3 separate regions of the Ovis aries genome follow, and regions 1 and 2 are each linked to region 3. The links are chromatin contacts, called in public Hi-C maps. All regions are on one chromosome and are shown on one strand. Each heading gives the region's core, a stretch centred on a gene start, on an enhancer-like site or on the middle of the called end of the contact. The rest is flanking DNA. Distances are from core to core; before and after follow the strand shown. Region 1 has its middle 19 kb from the start of FGF1. Region 2 holds the start of ARHGAP26 (Rho GTPase activating protein 26). Region 3 overlaps ARHGAP26 (Rho GTPase activating protein 26).

Region 1 (4,089 bases), core at 1,325-3,824, 200 kb after region 3:
GCCTCACAACCTTTACCTCAGGAAGACACTCCTGACCCACCCCTTCCCCACATTCACAACCCCACAGTGTGATCTTGCTGCATACTGGAGATGACTTTATCCCAACACGATATCCCATGACAGGTGGCACTTCTATTTTTCAGAATCCCCTATTAAAATGACTTCATGAAGTTGGACTGGTGTCCACCTCCCTACATGGCACATGATTGGTTTCCAATAAACGTCTGTCAAACTGACCAGAACTGACTCACATGCTTTATATACCAAGGGTATGAGCAATAGAAAGAGCAGAACTGGTATTTTAATACAAGATGGTAAATATAACCTCATGAATATCACTCATGCTTGGAAGAGAGAAAAACAGGACAAAAATATGCTAACAGAACTATACAGGAAGGGCCATAACACATAGGATAAATGCATGACTCAGGAATCTGACCACCTGAATTTGAATTCTGGCTCCCAACTTGGTAACTATGTGATGCAGAGCCAGTGACTGTACCTCTCTGAGGCCGAGTCCCATCCATAAGCGGGACTAACTCATCTTACAGGATTGTGGGGGGATCAATGAGATAGTCCCACTTATAGACGAATGTTGTATTTATTTTTTGTTCATAATGGATGGATTTGATAACAAAAGACTGAGGGAGGAAGAAACAGTATAGTATTTTGAGACTATGGTACAAACCCCCAGGTCAGACCCAAAAATGCATGTGAGAACTGGCCAACAAGAGGCCCAGATTTTTACATTTTTAATTAGCCATATTTAATACTGAAGGAACTTCATATTAAGGAAAAAATCCAGAGTTCTGACTTCTCTTGAGAAACTAGAAGAGATGGCTACTATGGGCTTCTATCTCTCCATGGCAGTAATTGTCTGGATTTGTATACTAACTGCTCATCTTGGCAGGCATCAGCTCTCTAGCTTCCCCAGTACCTTCCATGCCCACTGCTTCTTACTTGGCCTGCTTCACATTATAGGTATTTGAGTTTGCACCCCCTGTCATGTATGATACCTTCTCAATACCAATACAGTTTATTATTATGCACAGTTCTCCTCTGTTCAAAAATCTAGTATAGCTCTCTAGTACCTCCATCATCGAAGTCAAACTTTGTCATCTTCTCAATTTGGAGACCCATCCGGTCTTACTTCTCATGACTCCCCATCACACCTCAGCTCCTCCCTGCTACGGGGCTGGCATGGCCCCTCCCTCCCTTCTGCTCACCTGCCAAAGCTAAGCTCAGGTACAGCCACTTCTCCCACACTCTGCAGCCTGGGGTGCTCTCAATCCCCCAGACTTGCATGGCGTGATGGGCAGGAGCAACCAGGATTCCAGTGCAGTCAGAGGTTCTTGGGCTTTACCCCAAAGGAAACCTGCCTTTGTCCACTCTGTTCTCTCCTTTCCCCCTGCTCCCCTGGGGTCCCCACCCCTGCTGGACCTGGCCCTGAACTTTTGTGATTTTAAACAAAACCAGAATGGGGTGGGAGAAATAAGACAAGAGCTGTGAGAGGTTAGGGGAAAAAGGAAGAGAAAATCAGGGCTAACCCAGCGGGGTCAGTTGCACAGGAAGGAGAAAGGGAGGAGCTGCAGCAGCACTGGGAAAGAATGGAAGCCCAAGGTCAGGAAGGGAATTTGGCGTATAGGGAGCTTCCACGCGGCTTCCCCCTGTAGCCAGAACCACACCCTTCGGGACTCCCTCGGTCTTTGGTTTTCTGTGGCAATCCTATCTTCTACAGGAAGAGTGGAAGCTCCATGAGGACAGACGTCCAACTCAGCACTCCTTTGTATCTCCCAGAGCCAGAGATTCCACAGGTTCATGCACAATGACAGACCTCAGTATCCTCAGGTGTTCTCAGGTAAGTGACCTGAAGAAGATGTTGGGCATCAAGAAGGTGGGCTCTTAGATTTCACTTCCTGGCAGAAGTGTGATGAGATCAGATAGGAAGGTGGTTTTGCCTCCCAGCCAATAACCAGGGAGATGCTTTGGACTGGAGAGCAGTGGTGCTCAAGCTAAAGCCTGCAGAGCAATCACCTTGGGGGAGAGTGGGGCCTGCTTGTTAAAAGAAATGGCTGCCCCGCCTCCAAGGCCTCGGATACAGCTATCTGAGATGGGGCCAAGAGTTTGCTTTTCCAACTACTTCCCAGGTAGTTGGACCAAGGATCACACTTTTGAGAAACCTAGCTCTACAGTCCAAGGTTGTGTGGTGTTAGTCGTTAAGTCTCATCTGACTCTTTGCGACCCCATGAACTTAGCCGGCTCGGCTACTCTGTTCACGGAATTCTCCAGGCGAGAGTACTGGAGTGGGTAGCCATTCCCTTCTCCAGAGCATTTTCCCAACCCAGGGATCAAACTCAGGTCTCCAGCATTGCAGGCAGATTCTTTACTGTCTGAGTCACCAGGGAAGCCCAGAGTCCAGGACTGAAGTCTAACTCTGAAGCCACATCATTCAGCTACTTGATGGAAGAAAAGTAACTGCTCCCTGCTCCACTCTTCCCTGCCTAGCAGGTCACTCAACCTTCCGTTTTCAGGGCCTTAATCCAGACCATAAATGCCTACGACGGTGTGGAGGGTGCCCCCTTGTGGCACAAATGGAAAATTACCTGAACTGAAATTTGCTCACTTTTACCCTTAACAAAGGTTGTTGAACAAATTTAGTTTTTTTTCTGCCAGGCAAAAGATCCCTGGAAACTTGAGATGTTCATCATTCACTAGATCTAGTCCATGAGGAAGGGCCAAGGGTCCTTTCAGATGGGTAATGAGTTGAATACTTGGCACAAAGTTGCCTGAGGACAGCAGAAATGATTTATTCTCTTGGCTTTGGGATTTTACAGGGTGAGAAGTATTTTAGGAGAACAGTCCAAACCGGATTACTCACTAAATTCTCTGTTGGAGAAGATGCCTTTGTAACAGACATTAGAACTGGACAATTTCAAAGCCCTGGAAGCACTATGTGCCTAAGAAGGGACCTTAGGATGACTATGAACCATTTCCCCTCTGACTTCCCTGAAATGAGAAAGCTGGCATTATTAACTGTGATCTAGTGTGAAAACACTTTGGCGCCCAGCTCGTACCAACTGATTTGGCAAAAGCACAAGTTTCTTGCAGGAATTACAACATCCTTATAGGCTTTGCTGCCACCTGCTGCTCAGGCCTGGGATGTGCAGGAAATGGTAACCAGGAAAATGTCAGCTGAGCAGGCTTCTCAGCCTTTATAGTATATTAGCATCTCAGCATCTGCTGGAGGGCTTGTTAAACCATAGATTTTTGGGCTCCACCTCCAGGGATTCTGATTCAGCAGGACTGAGATGGAGCCTGAGAATCTGCATTTCTAATAACTTCCTGGATGACGATGCTGCTGCTGGCTGGGAGGCAGGCAACTGGATGGCATTTGCAGTTTCTCTTTACATCATACATACGCTAGAACCTGACCATCAATCAGTGTAAGTTGCAAGCAACCCAAAGCTTCTAATTTAGGGCTTCTCACCTTGGGCCCTACTCATATTCTGACCTGATAATTTTCTGTGTATGTGTTTTGGGGGGTGGGAGCTATTCTGTAAGTTGTAGGATGTTTAGCAATATCCATCCCTGTCCTCTACCCACTAGATGACAGTAGCACCCCTCTCAGGCATTAGCACCTGAGAACCACTGCTCTAAAAGGTGGGTAGATTTCCTCTCTCACTTGATAGACTGTGACAGTGTCCCATAGTATTGCCTTTAATACAAGATGCTACTGACCTACAGTAAATTTTCAGTTCTATGGGTTTAACTAACAACAAAAAATAACGGCTTACATTCGTTGACTACCTACTCTAGGAAAGGCACTCTACTAATGCTTTTTAATTACCCTCTTTAACTCCTACAAACACTTTCTTACTAATGAGGAAAATGGAGCTTCCATGGATTAAACAACTTGTCCAAGGTCATGGTTAATACCAGTTAGATCTGGCTGGGACAGGGGAGTGTGTGGCTGAACCAACCAGCACAGTCCCATAGCAGTATAAAGCAAGTCACAAATACAAGCCATATATATAATTTTACATTTTCTAGAAGTCACAGTAAAACAGAAAAAACAAACTAATTTTCATA
Region 2 (4,256 bases), core at 1,425-3,924, 140 kb after region 3:
TAAGAGTAGAAGAGAATAGTTAGTAATAGAGCTAGATATTAAGAGATTAGAACACCTAGCTCTCCCCCAAGTTATAGAGCTGGTCCATTCATTAGACAATTTAAAAAACTCTTTATCACCTGTACTGTTTCCTCCTACCCAAAGAATTCTTAAGTTCCTCCCCCATACACACCTTAAAAATAGTGGCAAGCAGATAAACTGCCAATCACATAAAGGCATCTTCCTCAGACTCAAGGCTAAGATACAAAATGCAAGTCCAAATTCCAACACTCTCGGACCAGGGGCTCCATTCTGGGCAAGAGGAATGAGACAGAATTAAGAGCTCAACATCAGCAGGAACTTCATCTCTGGCTCAGACCCTGCGGGAGACAAAAACAGCCCTGCTCTTAGAGCGGTGAGACTCTCAGCCAGTGATTCTTTCAAGCCTGCTTTCTCATTTGAAAGATGAGTTATAATACGTGAGATAATTTGTGGGTGAAGCAGTGCCTAGTTTGGAGTAAGTCTCCACAGCCACAGGAACAACAGAACAGTCACTACTACATCCTCAGTGCCCAGGGTAATATCGAGCACACAGCAGGCACTCCAGATGTTTGCTGAATAAAGCAGAGGCCCAATTAAAGCCAGTCTGAGATTCAAACAAAATGTGTGGGCCCAACCTGTAAGTGAGCCCCTAACTTAGTCCAAACTAGGGGTCACATATTCTAAGGACGGCCCTGGTCATCAACAAAAGAAGAGTCTATTCATTTGCTTCTGGTCACAACCTCCAACAGAGACCCTGCCTCTGAAGAGCCTCAGCACACCAAAGTTCTACTTTTATTTCACCTCAAAAGACTACCACTTGCTGCCCTGGGGCTCCTCTGTCTTCTTCATCTTTAGAAACAACAGGCTCACAAAATGACATCTCAGGCACTTGACTTTAAGTCTCCTTCAAAGAGACTTGGTGACAATTCTCAGGCCCACGGCTGCACTCTGCCAAGACAAGCTTTCCTAGTTGAAAGATATCACCTATTAAGAAATGCAGCAAAGAGAAAGGAAAAGTCAAGTGAAAGACAATTCCACTATCTGCCTTTATGTTATTTCTGATTCTTAAAAATAAAAGATGGACCAAATTATTCTTAAATGGGTAGACAGGAAAGGCACCCAAAAAAAGGAGCTCAGCAATCCAAGGCATCCATCCCTAGAGCACTCGTTTGGCCAGAAGGAGACACTCTCTGGCTCTGCAAATGACAAGGGAAATCATACACAGAATGTAAATTTCATTTCTCCCCTGCCAAAGGGAAATTTGCAAAAATGGTTTTGCAAAAGGTTCGAAAATCTCTAAGGATAAGTTTAAACTTCTTTCTGAGCGAAGATCGAGGACATTCCTTCCCAAACCTTTGAGTTTTCAAGGATATTGGGAGAGGTAAAAAAAGCAGAGTGAGGGAGCGAGAGAGGGAGAGGATATGTTCGTTCTATTTTTAAACCCTCGCCCACAGTTTAGAGTAAAGGAACACTCTGATTCTGTACTCCCACCCCTATCACCTTCTGCTAAACACAAGAATCAGAACCTGCACACGTACGTGGCCCTGATTCTAGATCTGGTGGGTTAAAAGCTGCCACTATTCCAAAGAATCGCGAGCTGACCAACCACCCTACCCAGCCCTTTTCTGGGAAGGGAAGGAGATCTCTCGGAGACCCCGGCGGCCCTGAGCAGGCGGGAGTGAAGCAGGCACAACCCGCCTTTTCCTGAGGGGAGGCAGCGCCCCCTTGGCAGGGCACGCTCCATTCCCACGGCTGGGCACTCAGGGGTGAGCAACTCTCCCCCAAGGAAGCCGGAGTCGTGGACGCGAAGGGGTTTCCCAATATGCTACGGTGCTCCAGGCACTCCAGTCCCACTCCTGAGACACCTGTGTGACGCGCACACCCACCCGCGGCGCCCCAGAGCGCTACTCGCGCTCGGTCACCTCCCAGTCCCCTCGGAACGCAAACGGCCGGGTGACGGGTCTCTGCCTTCACTGTCTTGTTGCTAGCTCGCCCATTTTACGTATCCTTTCCGCTTCGCGACAAAGGTCTACGCCCGTCCCTCAGCGCCCGGGGGCAGAAATCCAGCCGGGCGCGGGACCCCTAGGTCTGAGCGCCGCCCGACGGCCCCTCCCGCCCCGGAGCACCGTCCCCGCCAGGCTCCCGGGCACTCACTCTTGAGCGCGCTGATGAGTGACTTCCCGTCCTTGATGAGCTCCTTGATGAATTTGTTGGTCTTGTCCAGCTCCGCTTCGTGCGACTTCAGCGTCTCTCGGAAGTGAGGGCTGTCGAGGCAGCAGTCACTGAATTCGAGCGCGGGCAGCCCCATGGTGTCCGCGGCGCCCAGCCGGGGGGCGCGCCTCCCCCAGGGCTCCGGCGGCCCGCAGCCCGGAGCACGCACGCGGCGAGACCCTGGCCGGCACCCCCGACGGCCGCCGGCTCCACAGGTGTGGCGCCGGCTCGGTCTCAGCGCGGTGTCCGCGGGCGCGCACGATTCCTGAACAGAGCCTGGAGGCGAACGAAGAGCGTCTGCTCCAACGGCGTGTAACCGAGAGGGCGCGGAGCAGGAAGAGCAGCTGAGGACCCGCAGCGGCGACGGGAAGGGAACGACCAGTCGAGCGAGTGCAGCAGCCGCCTGCCCGCCTCCCTCGCCAGTTCGCTCTCCTGCAGCTTCGAGCGCCCTCTCACAGCAGCCTCGGCCGCCCAGCCGGCGTCCGAGCCGGACGAACCTGCTAGCAATGACCTAATCCCAGCCAAGCCAATCAGAACCCCGTCTCAGCCCTACCCACGGGCCTTCCGAGGATGCCCGGCCCTTCCGCGACCATAACCCAATCAACGGGGTCCAGAGGCGGGGTCTAAGTCGGGGGCGTGGCCCACGCCACCGCCTAGGTCCGCAGCACAAGCTCCGCCCTCTCCCGTCTGCTCTGGGTTGCACAGTCGGAGCCGGGAAGGAACGAAGATTGCTGCCGAATGGGCCAGCGCAGCGGCCGGGATCCGAGCCGGAGACGGTGCGTCTGCATATCTGGGAAGCGGAGGAGCCTAGATGTGCCGAACATGAAAAATCTAGGAATTTAGGGCTGCAGTTCCCCTAAGGCTGAGGCAATCGTGCTTACACTCAAAATGCATTCCCCAGTCGGACACAACTGAAGCGACTTAGCACTCGCGCACGTCCCAGGAGAACCCCGAGCGTACCAAGCGACCACGTCGCCCCTAGACACAAGCTCCTTCTTCCACTCAAGCAAAACATACTTACATCTTAAAACTACCAGCTCTTCTGGCCTGCAGTCTTCCCGCCCCCTACAGTCCGGCCCCCTCAAGGCCACTCCTGCTCAAAACCCGCCCACGGCTGCCCCCAACCGAAAGATCTAACATCCTTTCAAGAATTTCAGCCGCCTGTTTTCCTGCTGGGCACCTCACACAATTTTACATAATTACGTCCACTGCCTGTAGTCCTTTGCAATAAATACTGTGAGCTTCAAGACTACGAAATGAGCCACCGCCGCTTTCTTGTGCGCTGCGGCATCCCTAACGCCTAGAACAGTGGCTGGCATCTAGTAACAGATACTGAGCGCTTCCCTTGTGCTATATGTGCAACGGCGATTGATAAGGATTTGTGGAATAAACGAATGGATCCGTTCCCGTGTCTTTCTCCACTTTCCACTTTCCTGTAATGTGTTGCCCTATTGCCCTTGGGTTCCACCACAGTAATCAATCCAGGCAGCTCACTAACTGCACCTGTCAGTCTGGATCCCACAGTGTCCAGTGCTGAACTATGAAGTGCTAGAGGAAAGGGACTGTCTTTGAATAAATTATTCGTATGTCTAGGAAGGAGGAGCCCTCCAGTTAGGTGGTTTTGTGTGTGTGTATGTGGCTTGTTTTTTGTTTGTTTGGTTGTCTTTGTTTTTGTTTTTACATAGGTCTGCTATGTGCAGGCACTAGACTAGATACTAAAGATGCGAAGATGAATAACACAGAATGAACCTGTCTGCTACTGGTTAGTGGGATAGAAAAGCGACAAGCAATAGCAATGCTGCATAGTAAGTTGGGAACGTTGAGAAGGCAATGCTAACTCGGGAGCTAGAGAAGTCATCTACATGGAGGTATTGATTTATTAAATGCATGAATGAATGAATGTGATCTGTTTGCCAGTTGTAGCTACAAATTTAGATTTGATAGCAGGCCCAAACAGTTATCAAATGGATAATTAAAAGTCTGAAAATAGTTGTTCCTCAGTTGCCAAGAATGAGAAAGATGTG
Region 3 (3,950 bases), core at 742-3,241:
GCCATGGACAGGATGGACAGCACACAGTGTGAGCTGCAGTTTGAGAAGGGACAAAGGCCACGTGGGCAGCAAGCATGGAAGGAGGGATGAGAATGAAGCTCCTGGCTTCTGAGGTCCCTGCCAACCCTAGGATGTTCCAGCAAAGAGTAACCAGCACATATCCACAGCACCATGGAAACATTAAAACACTTTATTCAGGACACTAGTAAAGTCTCTTACCTCCTGAAGCTGAGACTCTTTCTTCTTGGAAGACAAATTCAAGTGTTTTTCTAAAATGCCACAATACTTCTCTGTCTCCTTGTCATACTTCTTTTTGGCCTCCTGGCAAAAAAAAAAGAGGATAAGAGAAAGAAAAAAGAAAAATAAGATGTTCCAGGAATGAAAGCAACCCAGGGTCAGACTCTTCCTGTTGATCTTCACGGGTTAATCATTCCCTTAGACTCAGAAATGTGGCAGACCACCCAGCTCCTACTCTTCCAATAATGCCCATGAAACCAAACAACCACACATCAATATCCTGACCGCTCTGAGGGTCTACCATAGAGGAGCCACTGCAATACCAGAAACGAGGTAGACACCAGTATTTCATAGTGGCAGAGTCAGGACTCCACCTTCTAAAAACTTCAGTTGTAAGATAGAAATTTCTAGTTTATAACTCACAAGGATGTTCAAAGCCAAAGGAAGAAGGAAAGTTATCTGTAAAGCTAATCCCCAAACAGGAAGGTCTACATACACCTCAAAGGGGACAAGTCTGAACTAATGGTAGATCAAGCTTTAACCACGTTCAAAAAGCACTGTTTAATTTGGAGACCTAAACATCCTTGATGCAATAATATCACATATGGATCTTCAAGGTAAGGAATCATTCAAAACAAAGAAGATGTTATCTTCCCAGATGTGTTCACTGTAGCAGCATTTATAATAACCAAAAAAAAAAAAAGCAAGAGTAACATTGCTGCCTAAGAATAGAATTTGGGATAATTAAAATATGAGGTACTCAATACACATAACTTGGAAGGCTAGCTATCATATGGAAGGATGCTCACAATGTAATGAAAAGTAGTGACAGCATGATACAAACTTGTTGCATCCTACAAAGGATGTGTCTACCTGCAGACAAACATTAGGTGGGAAGGCACTTCAGTGAAAATACCTGAGATAGCAAATGGGATAATGAGTGATGTTTTCCTCCATTAGGGAGATGTCTATTATCCTATATGATTGCTTTCAAAATAAAAAATATATGTATGTAAACACTGTATTGCAAGTAATAATCCCTGCTCTCCCAAAGTCACTGAGTTTCTATTCCCTATTTTACAGATAAGAAAACTTAGATGCAGGAGGTTAACTTCTGTAAAAAGTTCCAGAGAGTGACAAGAGCTGGAGTCTGAGCCCAAGACAAGCTGCTTCTAAGCCCACACCTGGACATACTGTCGTAGGTGGTTTCTCTTCCCTCCACATTTCAGTGGGGATGGCAGGCAAGGGGGCTGGAGGAAGGTCCACCATGGCCTGATAAACAGGATCAAATGCACTAACTGGGTGCATCACTCCTGCTTTTGATTTTTGGGGATTCCACCGGAGATATTTTTCTGCAACTCCAAGGCTTATAAGAGGAGAAAAAAATGTTGTGGCCAGATAAGGAAGCTGAGACCTCTCTTCATTTAATGATGATGTAATGAGCAAACACTCTATGTAAGGATCCTTCAGGCACTGGAAATATAAGGCAGAAAAGGCCCCACCCTCATGGTGGGGGTGTTCAAGCAGAAGGAGAAACACAATTAACCAGGAAACAAACAGCACGATTTCAGACTGCCACAGGTCCATGAAGGGAACAGGGTGCAGCCCCAAAGATTCTTGCAGACAAATGTTCTGGAGAGGCCTCCCTGGGGAGGGGAAGTGTGATCAAAGCGCTGCTCACCTAGTGAGCGGGAGGGGACTGACACATGCAGCTGGCAGAACACCCAGAGCCTAAGCGTCACGGAGACGCCAAGAGACCATCACCTGAAGTGCCGACAAGCACCCGTGGCATCAGAACGTCATTCATCGGGTCAACGCCAAGACTCTAAGCCTCACAAAATGGGCAGAATCATCATTTATCCATTTGAGCTGGCATGCGTCCATTTCTACAAATCTGAATTTTGTTTGAAAGTCTTACATACATGAAAAAACATGTAAAAGCAAGTGGAGACAAAGCCAGAGGACACATTAATCCTTCAAATAGGAAAGGTATAGGCAAGACACTTGACTCAATGCTTTTCCTTCACAGAAATCTAGTGGCTTGGAGCTGCGGTTCCAACTCTGCTTAATACTCTTACAGCCCTTTCACCAGCCTTGTCGGCAACCCCCAAAAGACAACCCTGTGCCAGCACAGTCCAGCTGACCAGAGGTGAGAAGAGGCCTGGGAACATGAGTCATTGACATTCTGTGACTTTCTGGCAACTTGAGCCTCCACATTCCATGCTCAAGAGGACAGCCAGAGCTTAAGGGAACAGGAAGCGGTTCCTGTCCTGAGAAAACAGAAACAAGCTCTCTGGGGGCATAACTCCACTAAGACTGAGATAATGTTCTTTAGACAGGAAGGTAGTAAGACTCAGCCAACTCAGGTACCAAGACAGTATTCACTGACTTCCAGAGGGTACACAGTAGTTGGCAAAATGGATCCAAGACAGAGTTAGGATCCTGGTAATGATTCCCAACTCCGTACAAACCTCTGTCCCTCCAGGACTCAATTTCCTGATCTATAAATTCAGGATGACTAAATCAGATAATGCCTCCAGTTTTCCCTTTCAGCTCAGAGACTAACATAAAAAACATTAAGAACACCCACCCCATGGTAGGACTGTCAGGACTAAATGAGATTAGCCGTATCCAGTGCTTGGCAGAGCACCTGGCACATGGAAAGAGCTTGATAGAATTCCGTGCTGACGGTGGTGGCGGCAGCCGGGGTGGCGGCAGTGACGATGAGGTCCAGCATCTAAACCTACCTCCTTCTATCAAAACACCACTTGCTTTCCATGTCCCACATCCCAGGAAGGAAACCCTTCACAGCACCCACTGCCATGTGCGAGATCATATGCTTATTTATACCATTCTGTACAGGGCCTTCCTCCCTGCATGCCACGAGCAAGGCAACTACATCTGCATTTATTCTCCACCAAACAGCAATGTGGAGCACAGTGCCAGGCACGCAGCAGGCTTCCATCGTATCTTGTGAATGAACTGCGTGTATGGAACAGAACAGCTAATACCAAATGACCTTATGACAGCATTCTGAGCACTGTATAGGGGTTCGCTGATTTCTTCCTCATAATAACTCTGTAAGGTGAGCACTACCATGATCCCCATTTCTCAGTTTAGGAAAAAGAAGGTCAGTAATCGCCCCATGTTTATATGTGAATAGCACAAATGGGATTTGGACTCGAGCAGCCCCACTCTGAACCACCCTCTCTGACGTCTACTGTAGTTTCACTGGAGAACCCAGCTTTGGCTGTAAGAAAAATCAATTCCCCCAAACTCAGGTATCTAAAATCCATAGGATCTTCCCTACCTCCAAAGCACCATATTAGCACAAGAATGCTCCTCATTCATAGCCTTCACTCCCTGCCACCGCCCCCAGCACTCTAACTTTCGCTTCTTGAGTAGCAACAGGTTGTTATAGCAACCGAACTGGCACCAGAGTGGGGAGGAGGATGGGTAATTTTAGCATCACACGGGCAGAGTTTGGAAACTTCCACTTGGCCGTTACAGGGAACTTGCTGGCTCTGAGGTATTCCTGAATTTGCTCCCTCAGTGGCCTAGTAGAGGGATTGTTGTTTCTTTGTGTTCTTGTAAATGTACATAATTCTGTGATATACATGAACAGTGTGGGGGTGGGGATGAGGAACAGGTATATTGAAAAAAGAGAAAAAACAAAGGGGGAGGTATGGGAAATCATCCCCAGTGCCATCACC

What was found. Hi-C and Micro-C count contacts between places; a contact is called where the count stands out from the background.
Region 1: a Hi-C map of tail adipose tissue shows a contact between it and region 3, with 8 times the contacts expected there. The contact joins two enhancer-like sites. A contact is called at or near these places in 13 of 16 Hi-C or Micro-C datasets (blood, liver, mesenteric adipose tissue and 6 more).
Region 2: a contact with region 3 is called in a Hi-C map of tail adipose tissue, with 4 times the contacts expected there. The contact joins the promoter of ARHGAP26 here to the enhancer-like site in region 3. A contact is called at or near these places in 8 of 16 Hi-C or Micro-C datasets (blood, hypothalamus, liver and 5 more).

The regions. Positions count from the first base shown.
Region 1 is chr5:51,400,451-51,404,539 of ARS-UI_Ramb_v3.0, reverse strand. No RefSeq gene overlaps it. Among named protein-coding and RNA genes, the nearest start is that of FGF1, 19 kb to the right of the region's middle. Within about 2 kb of position 2,574, at least 9 of the 54 cell types and tissues checked have an H3K27ac peak or open chromatin away from gene starts, as enhancers often do. A contact at or near this core is called in muscle and tail adipose tissue, where this site is marked.
Region 2 is chr5:51,459,525-51,463,780 of ARS-UI_Ramb_v3.0, reverse strand. ARHGAP26 (Rho GTPase activating protein 26) reads right to left here and starts at 2,674. Exons shown (of 22, transcript XM_012178665.5): 1 at 2,176-2,674. The coding sequence starts at 2,329.
Region 3 is chr5:51,595,967-51,599,916 of ARS-UI_Ramb_v3.0, reverse strand. ARHGAP26 (Rho GTPase activating protein 26) reads right to left here. Exons shown (of 22, transcript XM_012178665.5): 5 at 220-321. Among named protein-coding and RNA genes, the nearest start is that of ARHGAP26, 140 kb to the right of the region's middle. Within about 2 kb of position 1,991, at least 16 of the 54 cell types and tissues checked have an H3K27ac peak or open chromatin away from gene starts, as enhancers often do. A contact at or near this core is called in muscle and tail adipose tissue, where this site is marked.